Regions from separate parts of the Mus musculus genome. Here regions 1 and 2 are each linked to region 3. The links are chromatin contacts, called in public HiChIP or PLAC-seq and promoter capture Hi-C maps. All regions are on one chromosome and are shown on one strand. The core of a region is the stretch at or near the end of the contact, and the rest is flanking DNA. Distances in the headings are between cores, read along the strand shown. Region 1 holds the start of Egflam (EGF-like, fibronectin type III and laminin G domains). Region 2 overlaps Lifr (LIF receptor alpha). Region 3 has its middle 30 kb from the start of Osmr.

Evidence for each region. Promoter capture Hi-C pulls out the DNA fragments that hold promoters and counts their contacts. HiChIP or PLAC-seq counts read pairs in DNA pulled down with a chosen protein or histone mark.
Region 1: a promoter capture Hi-C map of embryonic stem cells shows a contact between it and region 3, with 3 times the contacts expected there. The contact joins the promoter of Egflam here to the enhancer-like site in region 3. A contact is called at or near these places in 16 of 39 promoter capture datasets (the 3T3-L1 cell line, 3T3-L1-derived adipocytes, cranial neural crest and 8 more), 3 of 484 Hi-C or Micro-C datasets (cortical neurons and embryonic stem cells), 6 of 115 datasets of contacts at active chromatin or transcription factors (embryonic stem cells and stem cell-derived neural progenitor cells) and 3 of 9 other capture datasets (adipose tissue, embryonic stem cells and pancreatic islet).
Region 2: a contact with region 3 is called in an H3K4me3 HiChIP or PLAC-seq map of embryonic stem cells, with 19 read pairs. The contact joins two enhancer-like sites. A contact is called at or near these places in 2 of 15 datasets of contacts at CTCF or cohesin (the NIH/3T3 cell line and embryonic stem cells), 5 of 484 Hi-C or Micro-C datasets (the MC3T3-E1 cell line, bone marrow-derived macrophages, embryonic stem cells and 2 more), 10 of 115 datasets of contacts at active chromatin or transcription factors (embryonic stem cells, extraembryonic endoderm stem cells, pancreatic cancer cells and 1 more) and 3 of 9 other capture datasets (adipose tissue, embryonic stem cells and pancreatic islet).

Annotation. Positions count from the first base shown.
Region 1 is chr15:7,396,888-7,400,902 of GRCm38.p6, forward strand. It overlaps Egflam (EGF-like, fibronectin type III and laminin G domains), which reads right to left and starts at 1,503. Exons shown (of 22, transcript NM_178748.6): 1 at 1,101-1,503. The coding sequence starts at 1,197.
Region 2 is chr15:7,165,237-7,169,260 of GRCm38.p6, forward strand. It overlaps Lifr (LIF receptor alpha), which reads left to right. Exons shown (of 20, transcript NM_001358593.1): 6 at 1,647-1,821; 7 at 3,776-4,024. Among named protein-coding and RNA genes, the nearest start is that of Lifr, 38 kb to the left of the region's middle. Within about 2 kb of position 2,180, at least 15 of the 459 cell types and tissues checked have an H3K27ac peak or open chromatin away from gene starts, as enhancers often do. A contact at or near this core is called in embryonic stem cells, where this site is marked.
Region 3 is chr15:6,902,428-6,906,740 of GRCm38.p6, forward strand. No RefSeq gene overlaps it. Among named protein-coding and RNA genes, the nearest start is that of Osmr, 30 kb to the left of the region's middle. Within about 2 kb of position 1,319, at least 4 of the 459 cell types and tissues checked have an H3K27ac peak or open chromatin away from gene starts, as enhancers often do. A contact at or near this core is called in embryonic stem cells, where this site is marked.

The sequences.
Region 1 (4,015 bases), core at 253-2,752, 490 kb after region 3:
CCTGGAGCAGTAAGACATATTTGAACATGCAGATGGGAACCTGCCAAGATTATTTTCTTTGCACTCTGATAAATTTTCCTGGTTTGCTTCCTTCTTGTAGAAACATTTGGGAGGGCAGACTCCACTTTCTTGTAGAAACATTTGGGAGGGCAGACTCCACTTTCTGTGAGTTTTGCAGGCTGAATTAAAATAATTAGATTGTTTTCCATTGTTCAGAAGACATAATTAATCCCATAAGACAACCCCACTTGTAAAGTAAGCTAAGAAAAAGCAGATTTTTTTTTCACAATTCTAAATATGGTCCGGGCCAACAAAGAATAAAAATCGTTACCCAGAAGCAACGCTAGGAACTTTATTATTTAAACTGTTCCACTTTCCCTCATGACACAGCCAAATCAATGTTGATAAAAACATACTTTTTACCTAGAAGAAATGTGAGTTTTTGTGGTGTTGCCTTCTCTCTGATCCTTTGTACTAGCTAGCCTACAGTGCATATATATCTTTGTTTGGACAGCAGTGCTAAGACAGGAGTTCTAAAAGAGATCAGGTTAACCCACTGTGGGCTGCTTTCTGCACAAACAGCCCGGGGCTGCAAGAGAATCCCAACAACAGAGAAAGTGCAGGTCCGTACCCAGTGCTTAGACAGGACCAGAGCCAGGAAAGGGGGCTCCCAGCAAACCTTCAGACACTCAACAGGAAATGGCTGGGCTCTAGGCAGTATGAGTCCAATAAGATGTTCAAAGAAGCAGGAGGAGCTGTTGAAAGTCCTCTGCGCTCTCTCAGTCCTGTGTAACCGAGACAGAGCTATAGCTGCCCGCCCACCCCCCCAACCCCCAACTTTTCGCAGTCCGTGGTTCCACACAGAACCCACCACCTCCTAGCTCTGGAAAACAAATCGTTTCTTTTAACAAACAATATCCTTGGGACTGCCTGGGCTGGGGGAGGGCGAGGCTCGTGCCTCGGCTGAGCTCTGCGCAGAGGCTAGGCAGGCTGAGCCCACGCTGGTGAGCAGAGAGCGGCTGCCTGCTCTGCGAACCCCACCAAAGGCCGGGACCGGGGTGCTCCGGGCACCCCGGCTCCGGGCGCACTGAGTGCTTTACCTGATTTTCGCAGAGCCGTTCGGAGTGACACAGCGCCGGGTGGGAGGCTGCAGGCCAGGAGCAAGAAATGGAGCGAGAAGGTTGAGATTAAATCCATCTCACCAACGGCGTCTGCAAAGTTTCCCCAAGTCCCGGGCGCGCAGGGAAAGGGCGTCTCCTGGGGGACGCGGGGAACGCCAGTGACGCGAGGATGAGAAGGTGGGAGACCCAGGGAGCTGAACCAGGAGCCACTCGGGAGTCCGAGGAGGCAAGGCAGCAGTTGGGAAGCTGGCGTGCTTGAGCGGAGCGGGCTCGCAGCGGCAAGGCTTTTCGGGGCTGGGGAGTGGACGCTGAGAGCCGAGGGGAGGGACGCACTGGCCGCCGGAGGGAGGGCGGCTCGACCCGCAGGAGATGGAATTACAATCTAGTGGAAGAACGAGGGGCAGGGTCTGAATCAATTCACTCCGCGCCCACCTCCGGCGCCGACAGCCCCCAGCTCAGCCCTTCCCCGCGGGTGACCTAGATTGGGGGCCGGGGTGGGACCGACTTCGACACTCGCCCGGTGTTCCTTGACTCAGACTGCGGGCCCAGGGTCCTCGGCTGGATCCTAACCCTTAACTTTTGGTTTGGTGCTTCGGTTTCGCTGGCTGGACCTTTCTTCCCCCATACCCCTCTAGGTGGCTTGCTCCCAGTTTAAACCACTTTTCCTAATACCTCAAAGGTTTCTCTACTCTGTAGAGCACTCTTGGAAGAAGCGCAAGGGAGGGGCTGTAATTTTCAAGCAGGGAGGAGGAGGGCGGGGCTGGCCAAGTCTTGGGTGCTAAGAAGATAAATGGGATTTAAGGCGCACAGATGGAGAGCTGAGGCTAGGCCACTCAGAGGCAAAGGCCAAATGAAGATTAGGGACTGGTGCCTGGGGGCCAGGTCCCCTTCTGGTGGTGGGTGGCAACTTTAGACACCCCCCCTCCCCCGAAAAAGAGAAAAAAGTCCAGGTTATTGTGGCAAAGTCTAACTTCTTTGGGGCTGAGAAGGTCCTCTATAAAGGGAGCGCTTGCGGCCAGGCCGGGACTGGGGAGTAGGGGCAATGCGGGAGCCAGCATTTAGCTCCCTAGCTGAGGAAAGACCCCCTCCCTTCCCAAGAGATCTGTGCAGCTGGCTGGAGTTTACAGTACTGCCCCAAAGGGTGTGAGCTCCCGAGCAAACTGGCTTTCTGACCCCAAGCCTTCGTGAAAACAGATACAATAAATAATCTAAAAGGAAAACGAGCCCTCGCCAGAATCCTGGAAAAGATCAAAGGCCCTAGGAAGTGCCCCGCAGATAGAAACTGTGGTCACTGGCAAACGTCTGAGGGTGATCGCCACGCCCCACCTGGCAGAGCAGCTTCCTGGCCCCTTGTTAATCTTCCATTAGGAGAGCTGAGTGTTGTCCTGTGATTTCTACCCTGGATCTTTCCCCTACCCCCACCCCCACCCATGAACCTAGTCCTGTTAGCAAGGTTGGAATATAGTTCCTTACACGTTGGTATTTTCAGGTGTGTAATTGTTCCATAAATAAATTCAAAGTCCTCTACAACTTGAGTAGCTGAAGTCTGAGTCCAGGGCCACTGGAGTTTCTTAAACCAAACTAGTGCAGGAACGTCCAGACGGCACTACATTTATGAGGTGAAAACACGTAGGGAAACCAGGCAAGGTGACTCTGCAGAGATATGCTCTGTTACACTACATTAGACCCATAGGATCACTGAGGCCACTAAAGGTCATCCTTGCTGCCCCCATGACACACAGGAATCTACTTTGAGTTGCCTTGGCACGGCATGCCACCCCCGTTCTGGATCAGACAGCTCCTATAAATACTGACTTTTGACACTGAAGGTCTTGGCGTGTACTGAAGGAAGCCAGTGCCCTAATGCAGAATCGTCCCTCATTGTTTTTCACTTTCTCACTTAAAAATGTCTCCCTGTCATGGCATTGGGTCAGAGGCTGAGCCAGTCATTGGTTAGAGCCCCACCCCTGATACTATATTCTACCATACAGGTGCCTAGCATAACTAGTGCTCTCTGGTGCACCAATTTCAGTAAATAGTAACCATGAGTGTAAGACTAACATCGGTATGATGTCTCCTGGGTACAGGACCCTCTCTAAGGTGCCTTTAATTCCCATAGCAACCACACCAAGAAGGTACATTGTTAGCATTATCCCCATTTCACAGCCAAGGAGACTGAATCAGGGGAAGGCTGCATAACCCACCCAAACTCATGCACCCCCCCTCCCCCACAAAGTGCAGAACTAACAAGAAATTCAGACCTTCTACTTCCAGAGCGGAGAGTTCCAGAGCTCCAAGGGATACGTTGGAGAGCAACTCCAACTGGAGACTGGGGAGTTTCACCTCAGGCTCTGCTTGGACATGTATTCCCCAAATGAATGGATGGCAGCCATAACAAAATTTTCATGGGAGGGTGGTAGTGGTTTGCAATTTATTTTGTTTTACTTTTCTAGGCAGAGCTTCACTACTGGAAGTCACTGCCTAGGCCACTGTGCTCTGGAAATTAAAATCTTCCTTCTTTAGCCTTCCCAAGAGCTGGAATAATGACAGTTTGTGCCACCGGGTCTAGCTCTATTTTTAATTTTATATTAGCTAATGAACAGCACCATGGAATTCCATCATCCCTCCATACGCCGCCACCCAGTGTTGTGTCTTTTTAAGACCTGTTTGCTAATTTTGCAAACATGGGTTTTAGCATACTGGCTCTCTGCTAGACAGGAGCTGACAGCTGTCTCTTCCTAACCAACCATGTTCCAGATAGTCATAGCTGACTGAGAAAACAGGTCTTCTTTTCCCAAAGGTCCTTCCTTGTTTCTTTCTTGAAGGCCCCACCTTTAAGTCATGTTTTATTTCTGAGGCCCCTACAAACTCTGGGTGCTGGGGCCACAGACCTA
Region 2 (4,024 bases), core at 930-3,429, 260 kb after region 3:
ACAACAATAATAATAAAATAATAATAGAGAAGCCAGTAATCTTTAATTTAGCAGTCTGAAATGACATTGTTCCATACAGTACTTCTCTCCCTCTCCCCACTAAGTAAGTAGCCCCTTGGGTTTCTGTAATTTACACTTGCTTTCCACTAGCTCTAAGACGTGAGGAGCAGGTATGGAAAGTTGGACAGGGGCCATGTGGACACTGGGACAAGACGGATGCTAGGCAGTGGTGTTTCATGTAAGATGCAGACCGTGCACAGCCATGGGAAATGTTCCACAGAGCTGAAGGTAGACACAGGGAGCCCCTGAGCTGCCCTGAAGTGTGCACTCATACATGCATACACACACACACACACACACACACACACACACACACCCCTTCCCACTTGTCTCTGTTTGGAAACAAGCTTGCATTTGTGTATGGAGACAGGGCCTCACTGTAGCGTGCAGCACCACTCCGGCCGGCCTTCCCAGGGCTAGGATTGCAGCTACATTTAACTCCTCCAGATCATTCCTGCTGTCCCCATCTCCATGCCCCAGGCAGCAGGCCCATGCTGCTATTCCTTTAGAGTTCCCGGTCAGGGGTTTATTAACTGCCCAGTGGAAGATGGAAGCCCTTTCCTCTTTCCTAACCCACTATGTCTCGGGCTCTCTGGTTCCCCGCTCCCTTCCTCTCTTCGTTCCCATCCAAGTTTCCTAACTTCTTCAAATGTAGTCGAACTAGCGCTGAGTAATATTCCAAATATTAGCTTCAACCTCATCTTTTTACGGAGCTTCTTATCCTAATTTCTCTCTAGGCCAAATGAATCCATTATATTAGGTATTTTTTTCTGTTTACCTTTGTGTGTGGTCCTGAGGCTGACCCTCCTCCATAGGCATGGATGGCAGAGTGGTAAATTGCTGAGAGATTCTAACTTTACCTATCAGAAGCTTAACCAGCCTGCTCCCGCCCAGAAGATGGCGGCAAGTAGAAGCTTCCTCTCTTACTTCTGGAAGCGTGAGAGGCCAGCGTCGGGAGCAGGGCACAGCGTGCCTTGGGCAGGGTTGCTAGTTTAACTAGATGCAGCTTACACATTGGAAAGTTTTACCGGGGTTTTGAAGGGGATCCTCTGTTCCTTAATTGTGTGGACATAGCTTCATCCATACTGCTGAACCCCGAGTGGCTCATTATAGTCTAATCTGGCATTGTTTGATTTCTTTGACCCCCCTGACCCCCTGTTTCCCATCTGCCCTTGCTCTGTTTTCTTTCTGTCTGCTCCTTCTCTTTGCTTTACTTCTTTAAGATATGGATCCCCTGGTTTTTTTCTCCATGAGAGTATGGAAATCATTTCTATAGCAGTGTATCCTCTTCGTTGTTTTATTGACTGCTTTGATGAGTATCAACCCCTGTAAGGGGATGGAAGGCAATCCCATAGGACCAAATGCTGACAAGGGCACATAGCCAGGTAATGATCGTGTTGGTGTCACTTCCTCGTTACACTGTGTAGAAACAGACCGTTGTACAGTGGTGCGGATCATTTTCCTTTATAGCATTACCCACCCGGTGGCTGATCTAACATGTTCCGTGAGGCCTTTCTGTCCCTTTACCCTGGAGAAAGGCAGGACATTAGCATTATTTGGAAGCATAATTTTGTGTTTGCTTTTAGGTGTTACTCAACACAATGCTGAGTGGTAAAGATACCGTTCAGCACTGGAACTGGACCTCAGACCTGCCCTTGCAATGTGCCACTCACTCGGTGAGCATTCGATGGCACATTGACTCGCCTCATTTCTCCGGTTACAAAGAGTGGAGTGACTGGAGCCCGCTGAAGAACATCTCCTGTAAGCTTACTCTTACAGACCCTTGGTTCACATGGGCTAGATTGCTTAAGAGTAAGGGTTGGTATATGCCCATAGTGTTTTTTTGAATCCAGGTAGCTATCTTCCAAAGTGACCACCCCAGAACTGTGGATTAAAGAAATCTGAGACCCGCTCTAGAAAGCTGGGCTGAAAAATCATGTGTCTATTAAGTACAACTCCTCTAACAGAGAGATGTAAAATTCTGGCAGAGTGAGCAGGGGCCCCCGGGTCATCAGAGTCAGTAAAATGAAGTCCAGAAACCATCCAGTGTTTATTACAGGTGGACAGTCTGTGGAGCAACATCAGATAAGGGGGGCCGGAAGCAGCTGGATAAATAAGGAGACTCTGGGGCAGTTGAGCAAGACACTGTAAATATAACCGAGGACAGCTGAGTTCAGACAGGAAGGGACGGGAGCAGCAGAATCTGAGTTGGGGACCAGGTGCTTGTGTCTCCCAACAGTGTCTGTCCCTTTGGTTGGCTGAGGGGTAGGGGTGAGAGGCTGTCCACAGAGATACAAAAGATAGGAACCAGTTGGTTGGGAAAGGACAGTTTCATCTTTAATACTCTGATCTGTAGGCAGTGAGGTTGAAAAGGTCATTCGGGCATCCAGAGACATGGGCGTAGCTGGGGAATGTCCCTCTGGGAATCACAAAGGTGTATGTGATTGGAAGTGCTTAAATTCTGAAGGCCAGTGTATCTTCGGGAAAGGGAATTGGGACGCACGGAAGCGCTCCTGTCTACAGCACTACTGAAGGAAGGTCTAGCCTGAGGACTAAGAGTGGCCCAGAAAGTTCAGTGTGGTAGAACCCAAGAGAGGAGGGAGTTTGAAGGTGTTTGGATGATAAATCGGAAGGGGCCCTTGGATCAAACATGGGGCCGGTGAGTCCCTTCAGTAGAACGGTGAACTTAGAAGCCAGATGTCAGGGAAGAGTGAGGGATAAAGGGCACCAGAGGTCACTGTGTAAACACCAGCTGTTAGGAGTGGAGCTGGGGTGCGTGACCTTGACCTGCAAGGGCATTGATTAAAGCAGCAGCTGTGAGTTAGAGTGTGGAGGGCTTCCCCACTTGTTTGCTGAAGAACATAGGAGAGTTTCAAAAGAATCAACGTGAAACTTCTGAAATTATCGAGTGATTCTGTGTGCATCTTCTGCATGTGTATATAAACCCTTAAAAATTAACCTGTGACCTTCAACAAACGGCCTGTGATCAGGTTCTGTCCCTGCCTAAGTAAATAAGGCTACAGTTTCACTTTGTATTTGTGTCGTACTCCTTTGAAACCCGAGTGTGGTGCCTTGCACTGGGGGCTGCATTATTTCACAACATCTACAGTTTGCTTTGTAAATGTTGAACTGTTTTAAGCTCTCGAATGTGGTGGTTTATGCCTGTAATCCCAGCATGGAGCAGGGGCAGGAGGATTACTGCGAGCTTTAGGCCAGCCTTGGCTCCATGGTGAAATACAAGCCATTCTGGGTTACAGAATAATGCCTTGTTTCAAGATAACAGAATTGAGGCACTCTGTTGGAAAAGTGCCCTCCACTCAGGCAGTTCTGTGGCCCCAAGATTGATCCCCAGCATCTCCCTCAAAGCTGGGTATCGTAACATCGACAGCCCTAAGTCTCTGAGGGTGGGTAGAGATCAGAGCTTCTACTTCTGTCTGGTCTAGCTAAATTAGTGAGATCCAGGTTCAGGGAGAGCCCCTATCTCAAAACATAGAGTGGAGTGACATTGAGAAAGACACCCCATGTCAGCCTTTAGTCTCCATACACATACGCAAGCATGTTCACACATCACACACACATACAAAAATAAATACAAGAAGAAATAAGTAAATAAATGAAATAAAAATCATTCCAGGAGACAGAAAGGATGTCCTGAGGAGACAGGTGTGAGTAAAAGATGTCTGAAGGGTTTGTGACTCCTCCTGTTTTTTTCTAGGGATTCGTAATACAGAGACTAATGTTTTTCCTCAAGACAAAGTGGTGCTCGCAGGCTCAAACATGACAATTTGTTGTATGAGTCCAACGAAAGTGCTTTCAGGACAGATCGGCAATACCCTTCGTCCTCTCATCCATCTGTACGGGCAAACCGTTGCGATCCATATCCTGAACATCCCCGTTTCTGAAAACAGTGGCACAAACATCATTTTCATCACAGACGACGATGTGTACGGAACGGTGGTCTTTG
Region 3 (4,313 bases), core at 69-2,568:
GTACTGTCTGCCACTGTGTATAACAGAAAAAGGAGGGATGTACAAACTCGGCTGGTTATTCTGTTCTGGGCTATGGAGTCCCCTCTCACCATTCTCTGACAACTGCCCATTCTAGGAGGACAAATTCCGTATACTGAATATGATGGGAATTTAAATATCAGTGGGCCTCAGCAAGCTGAAGTGCCCAAGTGAGGACACCTCAGTCTCACTTGGGAGAGAGAAGAAAGCGATCATAAGTGGGGAGGGAGGGAGGGACTTGAGAGGGATAGTGAATGGGGAGGGGGGACCTGATCTGATACTGGGTGAGGGAGAAGGACTGAAGCCTGCAACCTCAGGAAATAGGAGGTTGGGGGACCCCCCACCCAGAGTGCACCAGAGTCGTGGGAGGTGAGAGACTCCCCGGACTCACAGGGGTTGATGAGATGCCTGACAGTAGGGAGAGGGAACTTATAGAGCCCACCTCCAGCAGGAAGACAGGACATCAAGTGAGGGATGGGGCTGCCACCCACAGTCACACCTCTGACCCATAATTGTGTCTGTCTGAAAGAATTACAGGGATGGAAATGGAAAGGAGCCTGAGGAAAAGAAGGTCCAGTGACAGGCCCAAAGTGGGATCCAGCTCAAGGGGAGGTCCCAAGGCCTGACACTATTACTGAGACTATGGAGCACTCACAAAAAGTGACCTAGCATGACTGCCCTCTGAAAGACTCAACAAGCATCTGAAAGAGTCAGATGCAGATATTTGCACTCAACAATGAACAGAAGCAGCTGACCCCTGTTGTTGAGTTGGGGAAGCTGAAAGACTTTGAGGAGAAGGGCGATCCTGTAGGAGGACCAGCAATCTTAATTAGTCTGGACCCCCAAGATCTTTCAAACACTGGACCACCCAACAGACAGCATACACCAGCTGATAAGAGGTCCCCAACACACATACAGTAGAGGACGTCCAGGTCTATGTTCATTCAGAGATGATGCACCTAACCCTCAAGAGACTGGAGGCCCCAGGAAGTTTAGAGGTTAGATGGGGTGTGGGGTGTCGGCATCCCTGTGGAGACAGGGTGTGGTGGGGAGGAGGTGTGGGATGTAGAACAGTAGGAGGGTGGGAGGGGAGGGGCAGGGAATGGAATAAGGAGTGTAAAAAACGAATTACAAATAAAATAAAATTTTAAAAAATCAGTGAGCCTAAGTCAAACCGGCCTAGATGCTGCTGTAAAGTTATTTAAATATATGATTAACATTTGAATCAGTACATTCTGAGAAAAGAGAAATCACTCCTTATCCTGTGAGCGGGCCTCCTCCAATCCCTTGAAGGTTTTAAAATAACAATGAAGAACTGGGTTTCCAGTTGGTTCAGAAGAGAGTGATCCCTTTTCAGCTTGGATTGGGGGTTCCTGGCTTCTTGGAGTGACTTTGGCTCACTAAGGGTCATTGCTCACGTAGTTTGTGTTGGACAGCCTTTACTAACTAACATCTTGCCTTCTCTCTTCGACACATCCTTACGGCCATTCTCAATCTAGACCTGCCCCGACTTTCTATCCCATTGCCCTGTCAGGCCTAGAAAATTCTCCCCGCTGCCAGCTCCTACAAGTTACACTTCCATTTGTCCTGTTCACTCGTTCTTGAATCACGTATTCGTTACTCTCCCTTGAAATTGCCAGCAGATTTTCAAGTTGGTTTAATGGACATTAGAAATCTAAAAAGAAACACAATATCAGTTGCTCTTTATAGGTTTACTAAGACCTCTGAATGTCAAGAAGAAATTTAAGATTCTTCATATGTGTGTGTGTATATAGTAGTAGTAGTAGTATATTATTATTATTATTATTATTATATTATTATTATTGACTACCAATGAAGCAAAACATCTACACTTAATTGTGAGATAAGCTTGTGTTCTGCTCTAAAAAACGCCTACCCCTTCATCTCCGTGATGCTGGTGCCTAATGTGGCTGTGGTGTGTGAATACTGAGGATATGTTTAACACATGAAGTTAAGTCTCTATTAAGGGATTGCTTGCAATTATGGAGGCCTAAGGAGATTAAAAGGCGGTTGAGATCTCACCAGAGGACACGTGCTTAAAGCGGGAGCAAGGAAACATTCATCATTCCTCCAAGTCACCAGGGTAGAGATAGACTACTTATGGTACTTATCAACAGGCAAGGTCTCCAAAAAGTTTATCTCCTGTGCACTCCCCCACCCCGCCAGAGGAAACTGAATAAAAAACAGAAATGAAAAGGAAAGGACACAACTGCTCCTAGGTATGGTGGAGGAGGAAGTTTATTGTAGATACAAGGGTGAGTAGGTAGAGGCAGACACATCTGGGAGAGGCCAGAATGGGCGTGGCCAGGCTGAGCTGGACCTTGTAGGGAGAGGGGGGACAGAGAGGGAGAGGAGAGAGAGGGGAACAAAGAGGGTGGTGGGTAACCAAAATGTCTCAACTATAGAGGGAAGAGCCTCTGGGGGAAGGTTTGAGCCACCAGAATAGGAAGATAGGAAGCAAAAGATCTCATGCAAGAGAGGCATACAGGAAGTCCTTGGATTAGTGGGAAGTGAGGTGTCCTGCAAGCAGGAAGCAGGGCTACGTATTGATCCCTCTAAACAATTCCTGTCCAGCGGGCTCTAGAAGCTTCTATTTCAAGATAATGAGATTGGCAGAGCAATTAATTTCCTCCACTCTATCTAAAGAAGAGCCCCGGGGAATGTATGCAGGAATAGACTGATGGTAAATTCGCAAAGGATAAAGCAAATGAAAAAGCAAGACAGATACTAACTTCAAGGACAGAAAACATGAGGGGAAGAAGGCAACTACGCAGATGACATTTCTGAGCCTTATAGTTTCTGTGTGCCATAGTCACGTGTTTGCTAAATGACTCCACGTCATTTAGTGCTGGTTTGATAAGTGGGTGACATGTGTACTCATGGATGAGCAAGCACCATCTTTATTCAGTCTTCCCAGAGAAAAGGCCATGGTCCATGCCTAAAACAGAGTAACAGAAAACAAACAATCTAGGCCCCGCCCCAGAAATCCAGAAAAATATATCAAAGGAGATGCCCCTAACTCCTCCTCAGACACTGAAAGTTGGGGGGGCAGGGGAGGCTGCTCTTTCTCCAACATCTGCAGAGTAGGAAGAGTTCTCTGGAGAGCAGAGGCTCCCGCTCATGCAGCAGGTTGATAGTGATCAGCACATGGAGAAGCCTAAGGGGTCCCAGGCCTGGAGGGCACTGTGGGATGGGATGGGGAGGTGTCTGGGTGAAGTAGGTCTAAGAGCAAGCAAATGAGTCTGCTCATGAGTGTGTTTGTGTTTTGTTGTATGAGTCAGAGAACAATGTCTTTTGCCCTTCTAGCTTTGCGTGGTAATATGACACATTGCTAATCCCAGGATTGCTATCCTTCATTGGTTACTCTGCCCAAGATGGCTGCCTGTAGGAACTCTCGTTCCCTAAACAAGAGGAGACCTGCAGGTTCTTGCAAAGGCAAAGCTTAAGGTTACCTGTTACATCCATTTCCTCACAGACGCACTCACCCGATATCCTTTCCAAGTCTGTCTTAAGGAGCTCACTTTAATAGGCTCAGCTAATTAAGGGCCATTAAACTTTCTTAGGAATGTAACCTCTAGTTTGAGCATTGTTCTTAGGAGGAAATACCATATCCTTGGTGAGGGAGAGTCCAAAAACTCATTGATTAACCAATTTGCTTCTACCTGCCTGGATGTCACTGTCAAATTGAAGCAAAACTAAACCGAGCACAACTCAGCTTGAGTATGAAGAAGGCATAGACTTCAAGACCGGCTTGAGTCAAGTGTGAGAGATAGAAACTGCTTCAAAGGGCCAGCCAGGGAAGCGGCTTTGTTTATTTATAGATAAAAAGGAATAAGGAAGGAAAAGGCTTCATTCCCACAGGAGGCTGGATGAAGGAACAGGAGCTCATTACGGAACGGAATGGACTCTGAGTGAGGCAGGCACCTAAACTGGTGTGCTAGTGGGTTGGATTGTTCTGTGCTGGAACCAGCCAGACACCAGGAGATAGAGCCGACTGGAACTTGGCATGTTCATGAATTGACACATCTGATGAAGAGGCGGCTAAGGGACACAGCGGGATTTATGTGTCTGACTTGATTAGCAAGATCTGGTGCCACCCTATGACTCTTGTATTTCTACTCACATCTGCTTGTGACCTATCATCATGCTCACAGATGAGTGGATCACTCACTCAACCCTCGAGAGAAACGTCTGTCTGTCCTGCATAATGATTAACACAGAGGTGCGCACCCGGTCAAGAGAATACAAGAGTGCTTATCTCTTAATGAGGCATC